Linked DNA regions of Dromaius novaehollandiae: region 2 is linked to region 1. A link is a contact called in public Hi-C data. All regions are on one chromosome and are shown on one strand. Each heading gives the region's core, a stretch centred on a gene start, on an enhancer-like site or on the middle of the called end of the contact. The rest is flanking DNA. Distances are from core to core; before and after follow the strand shown. Region 1 holds the start of SPRY2 (sprouty RTK signaling antagonist 2). Region 2 overlaps NDFIP2 (Nedd4 family interacting protein 2).

The links. A called contact is a pair of places that touch in the nucleus more often than the background predicts.
Region 2: a contact with region 1 is called in a Hi-C map of brain, with 5 times the contacts expected there. The contact joins the enhancer-like site here to the promoter of SPRY2 in region 1. A contact is called at or near these places in 3 of 4 Hi-C or Micro-C datasets (brain, liver and ovary).

Annotation. Positions count from the first base shown.
Region 1 is chr1:171,878,307-171,882,583 of bDroNov1.hap1, reverse strand. It overlaps SPRY2 (sprouty RTK signaling antagonist 2), which reads right to left and starts at 1,277. Exons shown (of 2, transcript XM_026120899.2): 1 at 424-1,277.
Region 2 is chr1:172,227,697-172,232,488 of bDroNov1.hap1, reverse strand. It overlaps NDFIP2 (Nedd4 family interacting protein 2), which reads left to right. Exons shown (of 8, transcript XM_026120826.2): 8 at 1-827. Among named protein-coding and RNA genes, the nearest start is that of NDFIP2, 47 kb to the left of the region's middle. Within about 2 kb of position 1,383, at least 1 of the 2 cell types and tissues checked has open chromatin away from gene starts, as enhancers often do.

The DNA of each region.
Region 1 (4,277 bases), core at 28-2,527:
GGGCAGCCCCGGGCGCGCAGCCCCGCGACCCCCCGACCCCCCCGCGGCACTCCTGGGGACCCCGCCTGCTCCGCCGGCAGCAGCGAGCCGGGCCGGCGGAGCCCGGGGCACGCCGCAGCCCCCCGCGCCCCCCTGCGCGCCCGCGCAGCCCCCCGCGCCGCCCGGCACCCCGGCGGCGCAGCCCGCAAAACCCAGCGGAGCCCACCCTCCCTCCGGCCCACCACCGGGGGAGAAACCGCTCCGAAATCCCACCTCCAGCCCCTCTCCGGGAAAGGAAGGCGAGGGGAAGGGGGGGAGAGGGAGAACCTGTACGAGTGGAAAAGGGATCGGCCTCAAACATTTCCACGAGTTCTCTTGGAGCAGCCGGGGGGGGGGGGGGATACTGAAAAAAGCTTGTTTTGCAAAGAAGGAAAAGGCTCTCACCGTGATCGCGGCGCTGCACCAAACCCCTCTCTCTCTTGTATTTTCTTCTTCCTGCGGTTTGCAAATAAATCCAGCCCTAAAGCAAAAAAAAATTCTTTTCCAAACTCTGCTTTAGTCCAACTTGCAAGTCAGAGTAAGAATGATCACCATGTAAAAAGTCCAGAGCAAAGTTAGGTCCCTCACCCCAGATCGATTATAAAGACGCGTGTGTGTGTGTGTATTATAATAATAAAAACACCTCTCCGGATCGGGGTGGGTTTTCTTTGCTCCTAAAAAGAAATCACTCTGTCTCTCTCTCTCTCACGCACACACTTTTTTCTCAATGAACAGAAGGCCGAATCGCCAATACCAAGTCACTTTTTGTTGTTGTTGCAAATGATCAAGAGGAAGGGGAAAGCCAAAGAAAACAAAATAAAGTGGATCTAAAAGAAAATCCCAAAGCTTTCTTCCACTGAGCTTGTGCAATGTAGCCGTTCTGCTGAGAAGCTGCTTGCTGCAAGCTCTTCTCCCCTCTCTCTCTAGCTTTCTCGCTCCCTCTGCGAGCGTGTGTGTGTTGCAGGCAGCTCTGTGGTTTGCAGTCGGGGGGGGGGGTATTTTGGGAGCGCAGCGGATTTGTGGTGGTGGTTGTTGTTGTGTGTTTGGAGGAGGTGGAGGAGGAGGAGGAAGATTTGAGATCTGAGCTGTAGGGGCTCGGCGTTTTTCTGCTCGCTCGCTCGCTCCCTCTCTCTCTTTTTCTTTCCGGAGGAGGTAGGGTGATCTCTCTGCAAAAGCAGCAATAAATGGCGTCATGTGGATCTGAGGAGGAACAGAGCAGTTGTTGTCCCAGAGGATATATCGCATCCGGTCCCAGCTCATTGGCTCTGCGGGTCTACATTCACTGGCGCTCCCAGCGCCCTGCCAGCACTCCGAGCCGCGGGAGGCACCAAGAGGGCAGCGCTGCCGCCGCGCTCCGCCGCTCCGCGCCAGTCCGCCGGCCGCGCAGCGCAGCGCAGCGGCGGGCAGCCCCGCTGCCGGGGCCTCGCCGCAGCCTGCTCTGCCTCCTGCGTGTGCGCTCACACGACCCTTCGGCCGCTTTTGTGCCGCTGTGTTTACGCGGAGGCACGCAGCGCCCGCGCCGCGCGGCACCGCCAGCGGAGCCGCCCCGCAGGAGGCACCGCGGAGGCACGCTCGCCCCGCAGCCGCCGGCTGCCGAGGGGCCTGGGGCCCGCTGCCCGGCCGCTCCCCTCCCCCCTCGGTTCTTAACTCGGGGAATAAAACTTTGAACACCCCCCCTCAAAAAAAATTGATTTTTCAGTGAGCAGCCCCTGGCTACGCCTGTGAGAAGGGAGGGTTACTGCTCGGGGCATTGTCCCGCGGATTAACGCGATTAGGCGGCACGCCGCCGCGCTGGGCGCCCCGTGGCCGGGCGGGGGGCGCGGGGCGGCAGCTCCCACGGCAGAGCAGGCCCGCGGCGGGGGCTGCGCCCCGCGGTGCTCTCCACGCGGAGCGTGGCCCGCAGGCGCCTGTGGGCGGCCGCGGCTTTGGCGGCGGCCGGGATCCCCTCTCGTGCGCGGAGGGGTTGTGCTCGCCTTTTTTAAAAATTTTTCTTTTAATTAATTCACATTCACGTGTGGGACACGGGCTGCGGGCAGCTCACGAACGTGACTGTTTGGCTTATGGGCGTTTCCTGACACAGCAGCAGCCCGGTCTCTTTTGTACGGGCGCTGGCTGAAATCAGTGACAGGGCCGCTGTCGAGCTGCCTGGGCATCTTACACCCACATGTGCGGTTGAGCATGCAGCACGGGGTGCCCACGTCTGCACTCACGGAGCACCGACACACCAGTGTCGCATGTGGCACTGCTTCACATACACGCGAGGCGGAAAGCAGTAATGCATTGCATTATTTACATGAACAATTCTCAGAGCAAAAAAAAAAAGAAAAAGAAAAGCTCTTTTTACTACTTGAGGCAATTTGCAGACACTTCCTTTTCTACACCTGCTAGTTACCACTTTTTGAATGAGTTGGCCATTCTAAATAAAATCTGAAAATAAAAAAGGGCCTTGTATTACCCCGTCGGCCTTCAGATTTTCTTATTTCGTACGTATAAGGATGAGTTCGTCCAGGCTAATACTCTGAGCGGAAGGCGCATTATTTTCCAGGGCCGAGTTTCATTGAGCTCTCCCGATGAATGGAGGCCGCTCCCCGCCAGAGGGAGCGCGGCGCCGGCAGCGCAGGGCGCAGGGGGCCGCGGAGGGCGCGCAGGGCCGCGCAGCGGGCGGAGGTGCGTGAGCACCGCCCCGAGCCGCGGCCCCTTCGCGGCTGCCTCCGCGCTGCTGCGCGCCAGCGGCGCGGGGAGCGGTGGGGGGGGGGTCGTGCCCGCGGGGCAGCTGCGCGTGTTTCGGCAGGAGGCTGCGCGGCGCGGCTGGGGCGCCCTGTGCAGCCGGGCGAGCGACGAGGAAAAGCCCGCGGCCCTGCGCGGAAATGAAGCGGGAGGGGGCGCGGGCGACTCCCCCGCTCGAATTGCTTGAAGTTACGCGGCGGAGCGTGTCTGCGGATTAGCGGGGAGTGGACGGACCCGCACGTCTTCAGAGGCGTGTGTCTGTTCAGGGTACGGGCGCTTTCAGCGAGGAAATCCAGGGGATAAGTATAGGTTAAAATACACCTACCTAGGAAATGGACACTATGCTCGTTTCACTTAACTGTGGAAAGAGAGAAAAATCACTTCCTCCCACATACTAAAGACAAAAATAGGTAAATAACTCTTTGTGCAAGCCGATACACATGGGAACGGTCTGTTAGACTATTTCTCGGTGTAAAAACTGAGTATATAAATAGTGTATAAACCGGAAGGTTCATAATGCTATTTTTTAATTTGGCTGTCAGTAGTACAATTTATGTGCCAGTTCTCAAGTACAAGTGTATGCATTTAACGTATGTGAGTACTCCCAATAGCAGATATGAAATCAGTGAAGTTATTTTTATTCTCAGAGCCAATCATGTGTGCAAAATGGTGAAGCAGCAACTTAGAAAAAAAGCAGCAGCAGCAGCATACGGCATCCTAGTTCTGCTGAGTTCAAAAGAGAAAGACCAAACCTGCAAAGGTTTGTTCGCGAATGCAACATGCAGGCAGGTAATCAATAACACTGCACAAATAGGCGAAAACAAGTGTGCACACTTTTTTCATATGGAAACCTCAAAACTGAATTCTCAGTCCTTTAATTTGATGATTCCTTGAGATGGATTTTGCAGGATGACATATATCATTCGCATTTCACATTTCTTGTAATGGGTTGTGGCTTAATGCATGTGACTATGTTTCCCCTAGTGGTTTGCTCTAATCACTGCATGATTTTTTGCTTAACCCAAGCAGAAGACCTTGTTCTTTGGATATGAAGGTCTTGAGTTCATTCTCAGCAGAGGAATGTAGCTGTTATATATATGCATGTGTGTATATATATGTATATCTGTTATCTATATACACACACATATTGTATATACATACACATATATCCTGATGTTTATATCCTTATACATATGCAGGACATGTTAGAATAGCAGTTCCAGGGACTTCAGGCACTTGGGCAGAGTGAGGGCTACGACATGAGACCCATCTGAAGTAGTTGGGAATTTTTCTGCAGCATCTTGAAATTGTCTCATAAAATTTTACTTGATTTAATTTTCAGACTCAGGACCTGAAAAATACAGTATTTTCCCCTTTTTCTTTGTAACAGGAAAGAGAGTTCATTCATAAGGAATTGATTCTCCCAAGGGAATGAAAGTGCAGTGAATTTACTGACTTTTGGAACATTTTGTGCATTATCTCATGAGCTAATGCAGGGATATAAAGGTATTGATTTTTCACATCCTGAAAGG
Region 2 (4,792 bases), core at 134-2,633, 350 kb before region 1:
TCCTGGTTTATAACACTGGCTTTATTTTAGAGTCTTGAGTTCAATACAAACACAACATCCCCTTTGGGAGTCTTCTCAAAAAAAGTTCATACAGGTATCTTACAATGTTTGTTTAGAGTAAATACATTGTCACTTCATAAAAATCAGTTTAAATTCAAGGTAATTTTGGAAATAATCTATGAAGGGAAAAATCATATTTTTAAGACTCTGAAAGTGGAAAAATTGTGTTACACTTCTCCCCGTACTCATTTAAGTTATACCATTACTTTCTTAAAAATATCATCTCTTAAGGGTTACTGTTTTCTGTTCATGCACATTGAATTTCCTTAAATGTTTGTGAAGTTTATGCTTCTCCCTAAGTAGGAGAATACATCTCTCAATCCTTTGTACAACTGGAATCTCAGTTGCAAAATACAGTAGTTATGGGTTGCACCTTTGGGAAGAAAAAGATGCAGATCCTTTCCTCCAGTTTTTTTTCCTTTTATATTAGAATTCTGCTTTTTTTATTACTAATGTTAAAAATGATGAGGTTTATGTTGTTGTTAAGCTAGGGCTGTATTCAATTTTTTATCTATAATGTTTAAAAATGCATATATAAACTGGTCACATTATTCATTTTCTTAATCTTTCAGAGATATTAAAAGTGATTATAGACTAACTTAAGGGGCACCTCCACTTCTCAGCTTTTCATGGGGAAAAAAGTTCAGTATTATGTTCGATATCTGATTGGAATTTCCCTCTATACTTACCTTTTCTTTTTCTATGTTCTTTTGCATTCATTGTCCTTATGAAAAAGCAAATAATAAAACATTGCTTTGTTTTGCTAAGTAAGACTTCTGCTTTTTGGTTTTTTGCACTTCACATTGAAAACTACACACTGCAATGTTTGTGTTAACATGGAATTACAAACAAATTGGCTAAATACTAACCAATCCTCTGTTCTCTTTTCCTTTTCAGCTCATGTTTTGTTGGAGCATACTGTAAGGACATTTCTCTTAATGAGTTAATACAAGTGTGCCAGGCATGCAATATTGATTCCTTTTTTATATTTACCAATGTTAGCTAGTATTATTTTCCAACTGTATGAATTTTTTCCCAAATTAAATAGCAGTCTTCCAGTTGCTTTATTTCCATTTGCTCCACTAACACTTTACAGAATGCTTCATCCAGATACTTGTTTTTTTTCTGGGCTAGCTTGGAAGAATTCTCCTTCAGACAGAGAGACGATTTGGGTTAAAAATGTACATGTTATCTAATCCTCTATAGTTGATGCAGCAGTTTGGTAGCCTGAAATCTCATCAGCAGGAGGAAGGGAATTGGGACGCTGTTTTCAAAGACTGTGCAATCTATTCCAGATGTGTCAAATGCTGCATATTTTCCTTGCTATTTCCTGTGAGCTTGGTTAGGAGCAGCTGGCTCTGTGGTTTAGAGACACCTGGCCAGCTTTGCTTTGTGTCTTACTTGGAGATGGGGGGGAAGCCCCCTCCCCCCCCCCACTGCCCCAGTGTCACAGAGGAGTTGACTGTAAACAGATTTTGTATGAATGCAAATAAAACTTTGAAGTTTGGAGTGAAATGAGGGAGGGGGATTCCATTTAATTTGTGTAACTTAAATTCTGTAGTTTTCCTTGTCTATTTTCATTGATGTGGACACCACAGGAAGACAGACATGTTGAATATGATTCAAGTAGCCAGCAGCTTTATTAACACATTTTGGAAATGATCCATCACTAACTTTTCCTGTGCAGATGACTGTTTTGAGGAGAGAAGGTTGTCTCCAAGCTTTCACTCTGTCTCACCTGGAGTATGAATGTAATCTTCCTCCTGTAAAACCCTTTAACCTTGTTTCAGCACTCTACTCTTCCTGAGTTCCACTGCCTTCCTGTTGGATGATGGCAACAGGTGAGGAAGTGGTTTTATTAATGTGCTATTCTACCATAAGAAGACTCTTACCTGTCTTCCCCATTTAGAGAGTGTTCTCCCATAATATGCTGTATTAGTTCTTGTGAGGTCGTTAACATTGTTCACTTGTAAGTTCATCATGTGCACTTACTATTGCTGCTTGTACTTTTGAAGAGATTAATCTCTGTCTTTGATTAATCTCTTGTTTTGGATATAGCAATCTGTCAACATGGGAAAAATTTCCTAATTACCTTAGAAGGTGATTGGAATATGTGCACAGCCACCACAAACTGTCCAGTCCAGTGTATTGTGTGTGTTCCACGGTGTTTTTTTCACCCACCCCAGGTTCCTCTTGTGATTATCATCTTTTTCCTCTGAACTTCCCAGGATACTTTTACCTTTTGTATCTTCTCTATTTACCGTATCCTTTCCACTTTCATGTCCCTTCTTTTTTTTATGTTCTTGTTGTGCACTCAGCCAGTTGTTCATTTATTCTTCATTATACATGCCTGCACAGACAGATGCCCATCCTTCTTAATTTGCTACCTTAGTGTAGTACCATGAGTTCCAAATACCCAGTTTCATATGAAACAGACTGCTGTTGGCATAATTTGTTTATTAGTAAAACAACTGTAAAGCAAATTGCACTTGCACATGTTCTTCAAATGAATATTTTAATTTAGTATAATTACAGTTGCATTGCTGGCTTCAATAAATATTTTGCTTTTTCCATTAATGTATCATAAGTCCACTTCTGCTGCTTTTGAGATGAGAGTTCATCAGATGAGAACTCTCTGCCAGTTGTGAAGTCTGAAGTTTTAGTGTATTTTCTGTTAGTGTTGACTAGGTGTTTGAGTGAAGTCTGCAGATCTTCCTGGAGATATTATTGGAATAAAGCTAGTGTTAGCCATGGTATAACTGTTAGTATGAGCGCCTGTGGGATTACTGCGCAGCTAGTCAGCTCTTTTTTGAGGTCTCTTTAAGTGATTTCTAATCACTAACTTCTGCACTTGACAATATTCCTTGCATCTTTCTTAGAAACTCTTTACACAGATTTTAGTCTTAAAATGTGAAGAATTGTATTTGATCAACTTTGTCTCTGTACCTCTCAGAACAGCAATGAACTTCTGCAGACAGCCCTGTCATCTCACTTATGCGGAACACTGGAAATCGCTTTTGCATATTAAATTGATGGGTCAAATACTACTATATGTACCTGAAATGGAAATTAGATACAACTTAAAAGTTGTTTCTTGGAGTATAGTCTAACAGTGTGATTAAGGGAAAAAAAGGAATCTCTTTTATACATTACAGGCAGTCAATTACAATGTTACTTTTCTTTGAATTCTGAAGTGCTCCTATTTTTTCCTGAGGAGTAAAATTTTGTTGCTGTTGTTGGTGCTTTTCTTTTTTTTTCTTTTTTTAAATAGAAAACTCACAACACACATGCCAGTTTTGTTCGTATTTGTTGTAACATGGGTACATGTTAAACACAAGAAATAGTATAATCCCATGGTAAAAAATTTAAGGGTACACATTCAGGAGACACTTAAATGTTTCTGAAATCTGACTGAAAGTTGATGTGACTTGTTGGACTCAGTAGGTTACATATTGCATAGCTCAGGTCTGTACTTGACTCCTTCCTTAGTAAGGATCATAAGTGTTGCTATGCAGTGTGCTCTAGACATGTCATTGGATCAAACCAAAATTGCTGCATGTTCTTTTATTGCATATTAAGCATAGATTTACTGATGGGCGTGAGGAAAGGAGAGAAACAAGGGAAGGAAGAGTTCTTGGACCTTCAACTCTGCTTTTGCAGCAGCTGATTCAGCAGGTGTTTCTGGCACTATGATGTGAGCACTTTTGTGTGCATCATTCCCTTTCTCCCCAGTTGACCAGGGCTGTGCCCAAGCCCTTTTGCATACATACTTAATCTGTGGAAATAGCCCTTAGTATTACTTTTGTCTTCTGGAGACAACTACTGAAATAACAAATTCTTTTCCACTTTGACAGAGAGAAGGAGGTCCCAGCTGGCTACCCACTAAGGCATTTGGCCAACAGTTGTTAGCCCAGCCTGGCCTCTGGGAAATGCCGCTGCCTGTTTCACTACCCTGCCAGGCAGAATGTAATTTTCAGCTCTGTCTTCAGTTATACAATCTGCATGGCATATGCAGCCTCTTCAATTCTTGCAATATTGAAGTTTACATTAACACAGAAATCAGTGTTGTCAACTATATATTTTTGTCACAAATCTGGTGATGTTGGGTAACTTACTGTTTTACTCAGTGTGGTAGCTATCCAAGCTTCAGTTTAGAAAGTGACAAACATCATGTTCCCAGCATAGTTTTCAAGGTCTGGTAAGTTGGTGCAGTATATTCATGAACACTTGCTACTGATCTTGCTGGACACTTTCTACAACCACCTGGTACAAAGGGGGCACTATGATTCATGACTGGATTCTTAGGATCTATGTTGCGTGCAAAATATGCACTTTGTAAAAGAAACTTCTGCTTACTAGAAATATCTATCTGTATCTATCTGAACTCTTAACAGTTATATGTTGTCTAATATCACACATGAGCGAATGAAAAGTTCCAAGTAGCATGCTAAGTTTCTTGTTGGGAGTGGTTCACTTGCTTCTAACTTAATTTGATTTTTACATTTAATTTGTTTGAAGTTTTTTGGGGGGGGTTGTAAAGGACTAAAGGATGAATGTTAGAGTTCTTAAATGCTGGTCACTTAATTTGATTGCTCTTAGGAGACTGTGCTGCTTTGAACTATGAATGTAAAAATTACTTATGGAGGGTTTCATGATCAGTGAGTTGTCAGGAATTTAAGAATAAAATTGATCCAGAGAGCACACCCAAAAAATTAAACAAAGTAAAAAGACA